Linked DNA regions of Rattus norvegicus: region 2 is linked to region 1. The links are chromatin contacts, called in public Hi-C maps. All regions are on one chromosome and are shown on one strand. The core of a region is the stretch at or near the end of the contact, and the rest is flanking DNA. Distances in the headings are between cores, read along the strand shown.

Region 1 (7,733 bases), core at 1,810-4,309:
AGAACACACAGGTGATCTGTGGTCAGTCCATGGGTAGAAGGCCAGAGTCTTACTAAGCGCCCTGCGCAATATACAGGACAGTCCTGCAAGTAACAGGCCAGAAGTATAGCAGGCCTGAGGGTAGGAAAACTGCTGGGTTACGATCATCTAACTACGTGTCAATCACCTCAGGGAATGTGTATTCTTTCAAACAGTCTAACCTGCACTCACCTTTATAAACGTCCACGTCTAATAAAAGCCCACAACTGACGCTCAGTAACATCAACACACACAGGCTGAAGGGATCCATCTCCCTCCGCCTTTCAGTCACTTACCCTGTACGAAAACTTGAGCTTTCGAATCTCAGCCTCCAGTTTACTCTGGTACTGTTCGGTTCCTTTCACATAGCTCACACCAAGATTCTCAATTGCTTTAAGCACTAGGGGGAAAAGATTAAGGGGGAGGGGGGCGTTAAATCCAAGACAATTAAAAAAAAAAAGATCAAAGATAAAAACCTACAGATAGCAATTCTCTAATTATTTGTTCTTAGAAGCTGAGAATAGTAACGATATGGCTTCCTGCAGGTACAGCACATGAACTGTGCTTGGAAGACCATAAACGGCACCAATGTGCAAAAGATACAAAGTAATCTAACAGCAGAGGCCCTTGAGCGAGAATAGTGGACGATCCTCCCTGCTGTACCAAGCCACCAAATGCTGAGAAGCGAAAAAGCCTGCGTGTCAGTGTGAAGAAAAGCTCTGCAGTCTGGAGCTACCCTGACTGAGCACATCAATAAGATGAAAAGGAAGGGGGGGGGGGGGGCTTCCTTTCCTGATGACTACACAGCACTGAAAGGCACCAGGTCACTCAAAGGAGCCATCCTGAACAGAAGCCATGGGAACTCAGATTCCTAATGCCATGGGCAAGTCTTCCTCACACAAACCCCCTTGAGGGCTGCTTTAACCCCAGAAATGAGTCTTTTGCATTGCCGCCTAAGCGCACACCCATGTTCCACCCACCGATACCATCCTGCTATGGCAGGCACTTCCCATGTCTTACCATACCTGCTCCCTCAGTCCTGTCCTCCAACCATTCACCAAACCCTGTTCATGACGCCTCCTTGGCATCTCTCAAGCCTTTCCCTATCATGGCCTCTGTTGGGGGGGAGGGGGGTCCTTACAATTCCACCTAACATGACGAAGCCAAGAGGCATATTTCAATCACTACGAAACATCTGACACTGCTAAGCCTCCTGTCCCCCTACACCACCCTGCTTTCACTACACTGGAGAGTAATAAGTGCTTCCTCCTGTGCTGACAGCTTTTACCCTGTTGCTCTAAGAGAAACAAACAGTGTTTGCCCATCCCCTGATAATTCCAACAAGAATATTCTGGAACACAAACTCTGACAATGCTGGTGTTTATCTAGCTTCATGGCTAGCTCACTCATTTCTTCCTCCACACACAAAGGATAAGAGGCTTCCAGTTCTGTGGCTACATCCTTCTCACACCTCAGTCCTGCGCAGTAGAATATGCCTTCAGACGGCCATGCTTCTCCACTCTCCCTGAACTACTCACCGGAAGCGTAGCTCTCTTCCACAGATGCAAGCCTTTGTAGAGACCGTTGTCTCAGTCTGGAAAAGCCGGTCGCTGCTTCTGTTGGAAAATCCCTACTTTCTGCTTGTTTCTTTAGAAACCAGACCAAATCTCAACTTCTCTAGGAAACCTTTCTTAATTAGACTAAGCTAGTTAGTCTCACTAGGGCCATTAATATACTTCTACGGAAGCAGAGTGTAATCGGATGTATGATTTCTGCTCTGCGTGTCTATCTACATGCAGCTGGTACAGTTTCAACATAGAGCTTAACTGCGCTATTAATTACAAAGTCCCTGACATCGGAAAGGGTAGTACTCGATATACATGCTACAATGAATGAATGAATGAATGACAAACCTTCAACAGCCAATCACTAATGTCTGCTGAATGGACTGCTGAACGAGGACAAACTGACTCTGTCCACTGCCACAAATGATACCTGCCCTTCTCCTGGAGAACACACACATTGGGATTTCAGTGCCACTTACATTTTACTCTATCAAAAGCCAAGCTTTCAAACTCTGTCAATGATATGTTTTCAGTAGGTGGCTGCAGATAGAACTGAAGGCTGTGAGGGTAACAAGCGTTTCTCTGGTCACCTGCCAATCTCAGCTTCTTCCGGGTCCTTCCTGAGAACTGCATCTTGACCACCTTTAGAAAGTAGTGAAATAAATTATATATAATTATATATATTATACATATTATATATGTGATAAATATTGTAAGTTATATATCATAATTATGTTATATATATGATAAATATTATAAGTTATATATCATACTATATATTATACACTGCAATATATAGTGCTTAGGAGGCAATGCAGCGTGTGTGTGTGTGTGTGTTTGTGTGTGTGTTAAAACGACGGAAAAGGGCTGACACGATAAAGTAGATGTGTACTGAAGGCACACGCAGACTGTTTTAAAGTGATTACACCTAGGCGATGCACTTCTGAGTTGTCTAGATTTTCTACATACGTCTGTAATAACGGGGCGGGGCGAGTGAGGGGAGGGCTCAAACTGGGAAATATGCAGATGGTGGCCCTCCTAAGCCAGAGAGTGATCATCAAGTGATGTTGCCTACGTCTGCGAACCCAAGATGAGGTTTGGGAATGGGGGAGGGGGAAATGTTAAATTCCTGAAATCAAGGGAAAGAAAAGTAGATTCTACCAGGATAAGAGACTTACTTCCCTTTGTTATAACTCTGGAATTCAACCTTTCCAGAACATTCCAAAACTCCTCAACTTCCCTCGCGGCCCCAGCGCCTTCCGGGGCCGCCCCGACCCCCTCCCCACCCAGAGCCTCCCACCCACCCGACACCACCTGCCACTCGGTCCCACCAAGTCAACTCGCAAGCTTCCAACCCCACAGTTTCTCTCCGCTCCAAACAAACCCGCAGGATATTCTTTAACCAGCCAGCAACCAAACTGGACGAAACACCCGCGCTGACAGCCGCTCTTTCCCTGTGGCGGGAGAGTTCATTTGGGGCCGGAAGCGGAAGTGAGGCGCTAAGGTCCCACCCCCGGGCATCCAGCCCACCGCGGTGCGGCGCGAGCGCGACCGAAGGTACCGCTTGTCTTGTGCATTTTGCAAGCCGATAGGCTTTCTGATGCTGGTTTTGTTTTTTGTTGCTGTTTCGTTTGCGGATGTGGGCTCTTTTTGAGACCGTGTCTCGCACTGAAGCCCAGGCTAATTTAGAATTCGTGGCGAGCCTCCTGCTTCAGCCTCCCGCAAATGCTGGGTTTAGGCGGAGCCACAACGCCCCGCCAAAAAACATCTTGAATCCAAATGGTGGGGATTTTGTTGTTTTGTATTCCAAAATGTAAGCTGCCCTCGGTGCGCGAAGACGCCTTTGGGTTCGGGGCTGCCGTGCAAACGGCAAACATTCCCACGCTGCAGCAAGAATCAGGGTAACAGGCTCCGGAGGTTTGGGGCGCTTTATAGGGGCTCGCTTTATTGGCCTCGCCGCTCTGGTTCCAGGTGGAGAGGAGCTGGCCGTGTCCGCTTTGCCTCTGACACAATGACTGCCCCCTCGTTCTATTAGCATCGCAGCTTTCATCTTCCTGACGAAAAAGGAGCTGCAGGAATGACTTCAGTTTGCGCATCCACGCGAGATGCTCGCCAGGGAACTTCAGAGTCGAGCATAGACTCAGGGGAACGGAGGAACTTGCAGGACTTAACAGGAACGCTCCGGGACCACAGGGAGGCCAGATGGGTGTTCAGATTTAGATATGCATAGTATATTCTAGTAATTTTAATTACCCACCTAAGATAGACTAAACTGATGGCTGTCCCTTGAACCTGCTTATCTGTCAATTTTTATTCTCAAGCCAGGCAAAGCAGGCTCTAGTATTAGCCCCAATTTACACATAAAAGTACAGTGACTTCCAAAAGTGACTATCATGGGGCTCCACTCTGCCAACTGTATCACTGTCCTGATTTCATTCTTATGACAGTAAGGTACACACTCCACCCCCCAACCCAGTGGCCTATACACAATTATCACCAAATCCAAAGAAACTCCTAAAACATGAACTGCTTTTAGGGAAAAACAAACTGAAGCACAGGAGGCATAGCCATGAGTAGTCTGAGGACACCATGGAAATTTAAGTGAAATCACAAAGAATACAAGAAAAAACTAAATAATCTGACTATATAAAAACATAAAATTGTGCATCTAAAAAAGTTCACAGAATTATTTTGCAGTAAGAAAAGATTTATTGTCTTGATGGTTAATACCGTCAAGAGTTAAAAGTATGAGTTTATTAGAAAAAATGTTAACAAAAACTGAAAAATTAGCTCATAAAGTATGAAAGCGTTTATTATCATCAGCGATGAGGATTTTTCTTGCAAAATTGGCAAATATCTCACAATAAAAGAGCTCACCATTGCCACGTATGTCGTTCACTTGAAGTCCCACCCCCAGGCTTCATGATCCCCATATGGTGCCATTATTTTTTCTACACTCCAATTGTGAGACAGGGTCTCACTATGTAGACTAGGCTGGTCAGCAAGGCTGACCTTGAACTGACAAAGATTTGCCTGCTTCTGCCTCCCCAGTGCTAGAATTTAAGGAAGGCCTGTCCCACCTGTGCCTGATTTATTTTTATATGTCTATAACCCTCTACTACAGAGTTTTCCAAACACGTACTACTAGAAAATATTGTCTTCTAAGAGATTGCACCTATAAACCAGTTTTGTAGTTTCAACTGACTCAAGGCCATCACTTGTGGCGTGTTAAGAATTCCATGGCTATTTGACTTCAAGCTCTTTCTTTCGTTTATTTTCATGCATCTGTTAGAGTCCAAGAAGTGCTGAAAGACCCCACACTCAAATAGAATGCAAAGGGGTTTAATCTGCAGAAAACTGCTGGCATACAAATGTCAATGGTTGGAGGGGCTCCTAAGCCCCCTTTATGCAGGGCTGGGGGAATTTTCCAGAAGGGTTAGGTAACCTCTAGTATGATTGGTAGGGACAAAGCAGTGACATTAGGACAATTCTGACTGGCTGCTATGTTATTCTATCATATTTGTGAGTCCTTGAAGAGTTCCAGAGACCAGTTCAGCTCTGGGTTTGTTATCTCCTCTGGCCAGGTGTCCCAGGAGCTGTCAACTGAGGCTTATCCTCCTAAGTCAATAGTCCATTGTTAGTGGCTTCCTCTGAGGAGCCTAGTTTGCTTCCAGGGAATTGATTTTTTTTTTTTTTTTATTCCCCAGATTTTTGAACCTTTCAATACAATCCCCTAAGTGCCTACCTTCAAAACTAAAGTATGAAGTAATTAATGTCATTGAATGACTAATTCATAAAGAACTAGAAAAACACACTTAACCATACCAAAATCTTACTATGCCATGCATACCATACAGCATACCAAAAAACATTTTTGTTTCTCTTTTAGGCGTACGGGTGTTTTGTACGTATTTACGTGTAGGATCCGCTTCTGTGTGCACCTCTTACATGCAGTGACAAACAGAGGCCAGAAGAGGGCATCAGATACCCTGGGACTGGAGTTACAGACTGCTCTAATTCTGGAAGCGGGTGTGGGCAATGTTAAAACCTGAAAGATTAGCCAGTGCTCCAGACTGCTGAGCCATCTCTCCATTCCCCTAAAAGTCTATATTTGATCTCAGAGAAAAGAAACAGGCTGAGCCTATCAGCTGGGCCAGCATCGTTATTTTCTACTGTCAGTGTAGGTCACTGAACACTATAAAAATCGTTTTCTGCACCAGAGGCAACTGAAAGGCAAACATCTCTGTCACGGCAATGTATGGACATCTCAGAGATGATGTCAGTGAATGAGCTCCCGAGCATCACTCTCACCAACAACGACGTGTTACTATATAATGCTCAGCCCTGGCAAACAAGACTCTGGGCAAACTATGGGCCCTGACTTCATAAAGGGAAAAACATACACACAAACACAATTTTACTTTTGCTAAACCATAAGCAGTCAAAAGCAAGGACAATGACGGTGCCATTTCTGTAACCCCGGCTCCTGGATTCCAGAAGCCTTTAATAATTATTTATGAGACAAGATCGATGCGTCTGGAAATATACTGGGTTGGGCTTCATGTTGAACAGATGGTTTGAATCAAACATGACTCTAGCCTAAGGAACTTCTAGCCTTCGTCTGAAAACTGTATACACATTCCTTCTGGGATGACTCGGCTCCCCGGTTTATCCTGTAACAAAGCCCAGAGTACCTTTTGCAGCATAATTTCCATGAATCATTGCTAAGCACTGGGCACAGAGCCTGTGCTGGGCAATACCAGCTGTGGCCAACCTAACCCAGCTGCCAGTCAACCTTAGTTGACTTTGCAGATCCAAAGCCCCTTCCTATTCTGTGGTTCGATACACAGTTGAAGGTTTAGGTGCCATATTTGGTAAACCAGGGTACACCCCTGTTTTTTCCCAGTTCGGGGTGTGTTACTCTAAAGGAAGGATGTGCTGAGGATCTTTACCAAGTGAGCATGCTGTCACCACAAGCCCAGTCAGCCCCACTCACATGGAAAGCACAGGAAAAAGAAGTCTTTCCAACAGAGTGGCTGACCCATAAATACTTGGCCACCTTCTGCTCCCTCCACCCTCCTGACTTCATTTCCTATTTCCGAGAGTTTGGCTATGAAGAAGTCTAGAGACAACCATCCCGTTCTTTCTCCCTTGGCTTCTGTCAGTCTAGCAGTGAAGGTCAAGAGAGCAGGAGAGGAAACATAACCTTAAGAGGCACTACAGGGGGCTGGAGAGATGGTTCAGTGTTAAGAGCACTGACTGCTCTTCCAGAGGTCCTGAGTTGAGTCCCAGCAACCACATGATGGCTCACAACCATCTGTAATGGGATCTGATACCCTCTTCTGGTGTGTCTGAAGACAGCTACCATGTACTCAAATACATAAAATAAAAAAATCTTAAAAAAAAAAAAAAGAGGTACTACAGGGAGGAAGAACTGCCTGCCCTCCCAGATATGACTATGGTTTCTTTTATTCTGGAAACACCAGGGAGACCTACTAAGTGCTAGGCAGTATTTTCTGATGAAAGAGTCACACACCTCTACCCTGTTGAACTTTAAGAACTGGCAGGAAAGAGAAATAAACAAACTAACATATGAATTAATATAAATAACTACCAAACAATAAACAATTCAACCAGAAAGGAGGAGTGTGCACAGCGTTGGGAGGAGCCTTAGGAATTCTAGGAAGAATGGCTGGGAAAGACTGGAGAAGCATGTGCCCACAAAGCAATCACAACAAGAAAATGTAAGGATTTTATCTATGTATCTTTGAACTGTCTACCAACGGGAAGATGGTTACAGTCTTATAGTACTCACAACACTAGGTATTAGAACAGGAATGTGCAAATTAATTGAGCAGAATAGAGGATCCAGAAGTTGTCGTCCCCCTGGACATAAGCCTGCATGGGATGGACCCACTGCTCAGGTCAATGGAGAAAAGACAAGACAGTTCTAAATGACTCTGTGGGACAGCAATTTTATTCTCTATCTCTCACTATCACAGATATCAACTCCAGCTAGTTGAAGACCTACTCAAGCAAGGCAAACTAGGAAGACTTTCAGAACAAAGATATATACACAGTCTTGCTACTGTTTGTGCTCCAAAGAGGTCCTTAAACAATGCATGACGAACGGTACAGGCAGAGTTGGCA
Region 2 (7,733 bases), core at 1,499-3,998, 230 kb after region 1:
CTTAAACCTCTTTGGAAACACCTTGTCAAATGCACCAAGATGTGTCTTCCGGGCAACTCCAAATTTACTGAACTTGACAAGTAGGGCTGGCCGTCACATCTCAAACGCCACATTGGCCTGAAACTTGCAATCTTCCTGCTTCTACCATTTGAGTTAGGCGGGATTGCAAGAGTGCTCCATTCACCGTGCTTCAGCTCAGAGACTGAGACTAGCTTACCAGGCAATGGGTCAACAGGAAGTCTGAGATCCTAATTGCTTCCCTGCAGGAGTCACAAGGTTCTCAGGGGACAATGAGTCAAAGTCTGTTTCTGTGTGGGATGCATGAGCGTTGTGGCCACTCTACACTTACTGCCGGGGAGAATACCGTGCCCACTCTTTCCCAGTTAGACAGGCGGAAGGGAACTTGGAGGAAACGGAACTTGTAAGACAGAGAAAAAAGGGTTCCTCTGGATACTGGACCTGAAAGGCTGGAGTGTGACCATCACATAATGAAATAAAAAGTCTCATAACAGGGTTGGGGATTTAGCTCAGTGGTAGAGCACTTGCCTAGCAAGCGCAAGGCCCTGGGTTCGGTCCCCAGCTCTGAAAAAAAAAAAAGTCTCATGACAGAGTCTGTGACAGTATGTGGTGATGCTGGGGACTGATGTCTAGGGCATATGATAGGATGTCTAGAGAGCAAGGGCCGAGGTCCACAGAGATGCCCAAGCAGCATCTCAAGAGACGACATTCCGTGGGGCTGCGGCAGAAAAGCACAAGCTTCGCTCTTTACAGTGAAGAGCTGTAAAGGCTTCGGGCACAGCCATAGCTCAGTGGTTATGTGTTCACCCAACCTTTGTATGGCCCTGGGTTCAATTCCCAGTACTGTAAATTTTGTGTGTGCATACATATGCATACATATATTTATGTAGATTCTTATCTCATCATGGCCAGGGAATTTTGCAAAAACATCTACTAGTTGGTAGGTGTGTGTGTGTGTGTGTGTGTGTGTGTGTGTGTGTGTATGTTTTATGTATACGTGGTGTGTGTGATGTACACACACTGAGATTCCTGTAGTCTGAGAAGTGTCAGCATGTGGTAAGAGCTCTCTGGCTGCCTCATCTCATGGTAGAAGAAGAGAGAGAGGAGGAAGAAGCTGCCCTTGCCCTTTTATAACCCACTTTTAAGACAGGGCGGGGTTGGGGATTTAGCTCAGTGGTAGAGCACTTGCTCTGGGTTCGGTCCCCAGCTCCGAAAAAAAGAAAAAATGAAAGACAGGGAGGGGCACTGCCCTCACATAAGCCTCCACTAAGGTTCTACTCAGATTTTACCTCCCAATGCTACATAACAGCAGTCAACTTTCAACACACACTTCAGAAGGACAAACGTTCAAGCCATGGCGTTCTGTCTCTGAACATCCTGAGTAGGTGGAGACGAGAGCTCCCCCTCCCCCATAAAATCAGATCCCCAGAAACTCCCCTGTGGATTGCAGGCTGAGCTCTCCTACAGTAGAGCTATCAGAGAGCGGCCAAGGCCCAGGTTTTGAAATGTAAACTCTCCTGTATTCTAAATCAGTAGTTGGCTGCTTGCTTCCCTATCCTACTCCACAAAGTATCTGGGACTGCACAGACATTTTAATGACGTTTCCTTTCTGCCCCGAGGATATTCTTACATGAGGATAATTTCAGAACCGCCAAAACTATGTCATTTCAATAATTTCAATAATTTTCCATAATTACCAGTTACTCATGCAGCTTTCTTGGTACGCAATATTTCTTTTAAGCGATGCCATTCTTCCAGGCAATAAATGAATTGATGCAAAAGCATAAAAATACTTAATGCAGAAAACAAATTTTTAAAATTAATGCAAAAGCTCTAAAAATTTCAGAATAGGAATAATCTCTTCAAGGTGGCTGTAGCTTTATTATCAGGAAGACATTAAATTCATGATTAGTAATCAATATTTTATTCATCTATAAATTTATTATGCAATTTTTTTATTATTTTTTCATCTTTATTAACTTGAGTATTTCTTATTTACATTTCAATTGTTATTCCCCTTCACGGTTTCCGGGCCAACATCCCCCCCACCCCCTCCCCCTCCCCTTCTCTACGGGTGTTCCCCTCCCCTATTATGCAATTATTAAATCTTACTTTTTCTTTCATCTTTTTTTTTTTTTTTTTTTTTGGTTCTTTTTTTCGGAGCTGGGGACCGAACCCAGGGCCTTGCGCTTCCTAGGTAAGCGCTCTACCACTGAGCTAAATCCCCAGCCCCATCTTTTTTATTTAGTTAATAATGTCAGAGCCAGGTGTGGTGGTACATAACTTTAATCCCAGCACTGGGGAGGCAGAGGCAAGTGGATCTATATGTGACTTCAAGGCCAGCTTGGTCTATGTAGTGTGTTCCAGTCTAGATAGGGTTACACAGTGAGACCCTGCCTCAAACCAGCCAAACAACCAACCAACAAGCCAAACGAATGAATGAATGAATGAATGAATGAGTGAAAGAAAGAAAGAAAGAGAAAGAAAGAAGGAAAAGAAAGAAAAAAAATGTTGGGATACTAGGAATCATATGACAAACTTCATCTTGAACCTGGGAAATACTTTCAGTTTTCAAGTTCTCTTTTAAATTGTACATTCTTAGAAATGGAAGGAGTATTTTTTACATCAACTGAATAATAACGGACTCTATGATTTATGACTCTTAAAAGCTTCATGATTTGATTTGTAAGAAGCTCTTAAAGTTCCCACCAGCCGTTCCTACAACTGTGAGTGAATTTTCTGGCCAAATGACTCAGTATTTTGCTGCATGACTCAATCCTATGCGCCACGTGAAAGCTATATAAATGAGTTCTTGTTGCCTGTGGATAATAATTACTTCCTCAAGACTGTGAACATTATAGCGTAGTTCCAGCATTCTGATGTTCTTAAGCTACCAAATCTTGGACACTTGTTTTTTGTAAGTTTAAACACAGTTTCCCCTATGTAGTAGCATTATGGGTCTTAAAGCTGTTAAAAGTACAATCTGAAGTGATTCAATTGGAAACATTTTCTCTTACAATGATGCTTTTATATTATTGTAAATGCTTTTATTATGGTAACACACATATGAAATTCTCTTGAGTACATATTTGTGGAAAATAGCATTTGATATTGCTGAAGGTGACAACTGTTTTCCCTTTCCAAACTCACACATTGAAAGTGAGTCATTGGACCTGATTTTAGTGACTGGAGATCACCGGATAGCCAAGATTACACTATCCAGATTAGATTCTTCCAAATGATGTAGCTTCTTCACCTTTCACTGTAAGCTTGTGTAACACTTCATCTAAGACCAAGTATGCTACTTGTCCAATGGGATTTGTGAACGATTTACTGCTGGAGAGAGAAATTCTTACATACTTTTTGTTTGTTTTCAAGGAGACAATACTTGAATGTATTTTTCTTGTATCAGTATCAGCAGGGTAATTTGCAAGTCTTGACTATACTCCAAGGTATCCCCACATTATCTTTTGGTTTTTAAAAAGATTTTGTTTCTAAATTATGGGTATATTTGTGTTTCTCTATGAACACGAGTCCAGGGGCTCATGGAAACCAGAGGCAGCTGATCTTCCCTGGAGCTAAGGTTACAGGTGGTTGTGAGCCATCGGACACGGTGCTAGGAACTTAACTCTGCTCCCTACAAGAGCAGTCTGTGCTCTCAAATGCTGAGCCATCTCTCCAAACCCCTGTATCCTTTTATTATTGTATTGTTGTGTGTGCATAGTGGGTATGTATGGAGGTGCACACAGGGCATATAGTTCATGGAGTCAGAGGTTAAAAGGTGTGGAGACCTGCTCACCTTCAACCTTATGTCGCTTTTGAGGTCTGAATTCGGGTCCCATGGGCAAGCTCTTTACCTGCTGAGCCATCTTGCTGGCCCTCAGATCTTTTCCTTTTTTTCTTTTATTTTTGAGATTCTAATATAATTACATCATTTCCTCTTCCCTTTCCTTTAACTAAACCCACCCATATATAGTACTCCTTGTTCTCATTCAAATTCATAGCTTCTTTTCCACTAATCATTGTTACACACACACACACACACACACACACACACACACACACACTCCTATATATAACCTGTTCAGCCTGTGTAACGTTACTTGTCTTTTTGTTTTCAGGGCTGACCATTTGGTATTGGATATCCAGTATGTTCTTCCCTGGAGAAGAGGGTTTCCTCCACTCTCAGAATTCCTCAGTTGCCTGCAAGTCCTGGCGCCATGGGCTCTCCCTCATCCACTTTGACACGTCTGCTATTGCTATCCTTGAGACTTAATGAATATGGCTTCTGACGTTACTAGAACACACAGTATCACAGCGAACTCCCCACTCCTCCGACTCTTACAATCTTTACATTCCCTTTTCCGCCACAGCCCTTGAGCCACAGGTGCAGGGCTGTTTTGTAAGTGTGTCTATTGGGGCTGGGCTCTCCGAGACCCGGCATTTTGACCCGATGTAGTTTGCAGTGGTCTCTGTCTGTAGCAAATAGAAATTTCCTTGATGAGACACGCGGACTACCCTTGTGGGGATGGGGACAAACGTTTAGAATGTAGTTAGGGATCGTGCTGGTTCAGTAAAGTGGTCGTTGTAGATTCCTCTCTAAGATCCACGACTTTACTAGCCGTGAGAAGTTTCCAGTAGCAGACGTGATTTCCCTCTTGTGAAGCCGGCGACTGCTAAGGCATGTGCGCCTTCAGGGTTATGGCGCTTTGCTGGTCATTGCTGTAGTTCTGGGAGGGACTGCTGGTTGTTTCCCTCCTGTAGAAGCTTGCATGGAACCTTCTGGTACCACAGAAAGCTGGTCCTCGGGGAGGAGACATTTAAATGAGTTTTGGCTTAGGGGCTTCTCAGCCCTGTGTTGGAAGGGCACGGTGCCTTCATGAATAGTGAGTTGTTGGTCCGGGTTGTCTGAGAGACTCCCCAAACATACCACCTATTGCTACTGCTCCTGGCTGTCCCCCAAAGGTGGAAGGTAAGTCCAGATGTCAGCAGTCTGGGAAGGAATCCGTGGGCGGGAAGGATTCTTGTAACTTTGCAGTGTGGAAGGTGGCCTTCACCTTTTCGTGGGCTGGATCTCAGACTGAGTGAAAGGGAAAGAGTGGGCTGAGCCTGCCTCCAACAGTCTCTGCTTCTGATTGGACGGGATGTGACTTGCTGCCTCCTTAAGTGCTGGCTGCGGTGGCTTCCCTGGCCAGATGGACTGTAACTCTGAACCGGAAGGTGGGACGAACCGTCTTTCCCCAACGTCTCCGTCTCCGTTTGACAGAATATTTACCATAGCAAAAGGAAGAAAACAACCAACAAAAAAACCTAAATACGGTCAGGCGTGCACATATCTAGAAACTTCCATCTAGAGAAAAGCAGGAGGAGTACTAGGCTGTACTCAGACTTTTACTTTTGTTTCCAGAAGTTGAATTTCTCCAAAGATTGTGGATGGTGCCTCTGAGCCTCTTCAACCTATTCCTCTGTAACCCATTTTCTGTGTTTTAGCCACTCCTACAGTGATGCCTCAGTCCTCTGAAGTATCTCCTGAGGTCTGCCCCTCCCAATCCCCCCAGGGCTCTCTTCTCTTTAGCCTCTGTGCATTGTCCCAGCAGACCTCTCAGGGTTGGGGGGGGGAGGGGTGGTTAGCAGGGGTGGAAGCATGGGGCTGGGACTCTATTCCTCACTGCCATCCTGCCTTCAGCTCTTTCCCAATTCACAAACCAAAGCTGTCCCCCAAGCTCCAGTTCCCCTTTCTAGAGTGTCTCTTCTTACTACTTCTTCCATTTCTATGGTTTCGCTAACAATCCGTGTGACGACTCTTCCCACATCCGCTTTTGGTTCAGACTTCTCTACCCATATTTACACGGTGGTTTTTTTTGGGAGAGACTGTTCACCCTGTTACCCTTATTATTCTTTCAAAATTCACTATTTCCACAATGAGTCATCTTCCGTTATTCCCTCTGTACATGGCTTGGGGTGGACGCTTGGCTTCCTCCTGGTATTTCTTCCTGACCTATTAATTAGGAAATTGTGCCACACCCATTGTCTCTAGAGAAGTAATATATATTTCTGCTTTAGTAAAACCGCTTGCATTTTGGTAGGGTCTACAACACGTGTGTGGACAGAAGGGGGCGAGACCCACGGACAACCTTAGCTACTGCACCACTGTGGAATTCTTTCCTTTTTTGGAAGAGGGTCACTTGATCCCTGTAACTTCATATATAGGCTCAGCTGTTGGGCTAGGGCTCCGGGGATCCACCTCCCCAATGCTGGGATTACAAACACGAGTTCTCATACTTGCAGAGCAATCACCTTAGTGACTGATGAGTTTCTCCAGGCGTCCTGAAGTTAATTTACTCTTAACTTTGAGGGAGAGTTAGTAACGGGAAAGACCTAGGAGGCACTGCGGGTCAGGGGGATTCATTGCTCTGACACAAGATCGAGGTGAAGGAGAAAAGATTTGCCTGGGCCTTGTGGTTTCAAAGGTTTTAGTCCATCACGGTAAGGTAGAACGGCTCACAGAATGGCAGCAGAGAACTGTGGGAACATTCTCGTGGTTGTGTGCATGCACACACACACACACACACACACACACACACACACACACACGCACGAAGAGAGGGGAGGGCAGAGGGGAGGAGGGAGGGAAGGAGGGAGGGAGAGAGAGAGAGAGAGAGAGAGAGAGAGAGAGAGAGAGAGAGAGAGAATGCCTTTCTTTATTCCTCTGTTAGGCTATCTGGTCCTCCAGCCTATGGGATATTGCTGCTCACATCTGGGGTGAATTGTTGTTCTCCACCCCCACCCCCCCCTGCCCTTAACCCACCTCACTTAATCCTCTCTGAAAATGGCATCACAGCAAATCTAGAGAAGTGCTTTGTTCTCTGAGGCACGTCTCAGGTCTACCAAGCTGATGATCTTGTTGGTCAATCAAGACGAACTACCACACTGCTAGTTAGTGATGGGCAGAAAGATTAATAAAGCTCCCTTCTAATATATGAGCCTGTCTCCTGTACAATCAGTGTGTGCTCCTTATAGACAGGGAAGCGTCAGGCTCTGATCTCTATGCAGGAGTTGGTACAGGCTGGTATTGCCTGCGATCCTTAGTGAGATCCTTCATCTGTGATTGTGGGGTGGGAACAGGCACACCAAGTTAGGGAAATAGGGTAAGCTATCCCATTTTGGTCTGGAGTCTAAGCAATGTTTTAATCTGACTTTACCCTGAATAAAGTTGACATTTTAACTTTCTCTTTGAATCCACGTGTTTATCTAATGTGGTGGAGAACCAAAGACAAGAAAGGCTACGTGATGGCATAATGGTTCTACATAACCCACTGCAAATGTCCTATTTTCCCCTTACCTACACAACCCCTTGGAGTATGGAAGACATTTTCTGTCACAAAGGCAGTAAATTATTACATTTTCCATTGTGATTTTTAAAAATTTTCTTGGTATGAGAGATTTGTATTATGATCGTATTTTTCCCCACCCTTACCTTGAATCTTAAATTTATGACTTTCATTTAACATCAATTCTTCTTTTTTTAAATGAATTTGCATCGGGAAGAGAAGGCATAAATTCTACTAAATTAACTTTCCCAAAAGACAGATTGGCTAATTTAATACATATCGAACTCCAGGATGCTTTGGGTACCACGAAAACCCGCAGAAAGAAACAATTACTAGTATGCCATTGTTTGGGAAGGAAATGATAAATTAGCAACAAATCCGAAA

What was found. Hi-C and Micro-C count contacts between places; a contact is called where the count stands out from the background.
Region 2: a Hi-C map of Schwann cells shows a contact between it and region 1, with 2.9 times the contacts expected there. The contact joins the enhancer-like site here to the promoter of Prim2 in region 1. A contact is called at or near these places in 2 of 12 Hi-C or Micro-C datasets (Schwann cells and mammary epithelial cells).

The regions. Positions count from the first base shown.
Region 1 is chr9:43,388,419-43,396,151 of GRCr8, forward strand. It overlaps Prim2 (DNA primase subunit 2), which reads right to left and starts at 3,060. Exons shown (of 14, transcript NM_001399184.1): 1 at 2,968-3,060; 2 at 2,063-2,225; 3 at 315-418. The coding sequence starts at 2,216.
Region 2 is chr9:43,621,338-43,629,070 of GRCr8, forward strand. All of the region lies in intron 1 of Bend6 (BEN domain containing 6), which reads right to left. Among named protein-coding and RNA genes, the nearest start is that of Bend6, 6.0 kb to the right of the region's middle. Within about 2 kb of position 2,749, at least 9 of the 93 cell types and tissues checked have an H3K27ac peak or open chromatin away from gene starts, as enhancers often do. A contact at or near this core is called in Schwann cells, where this site is marked.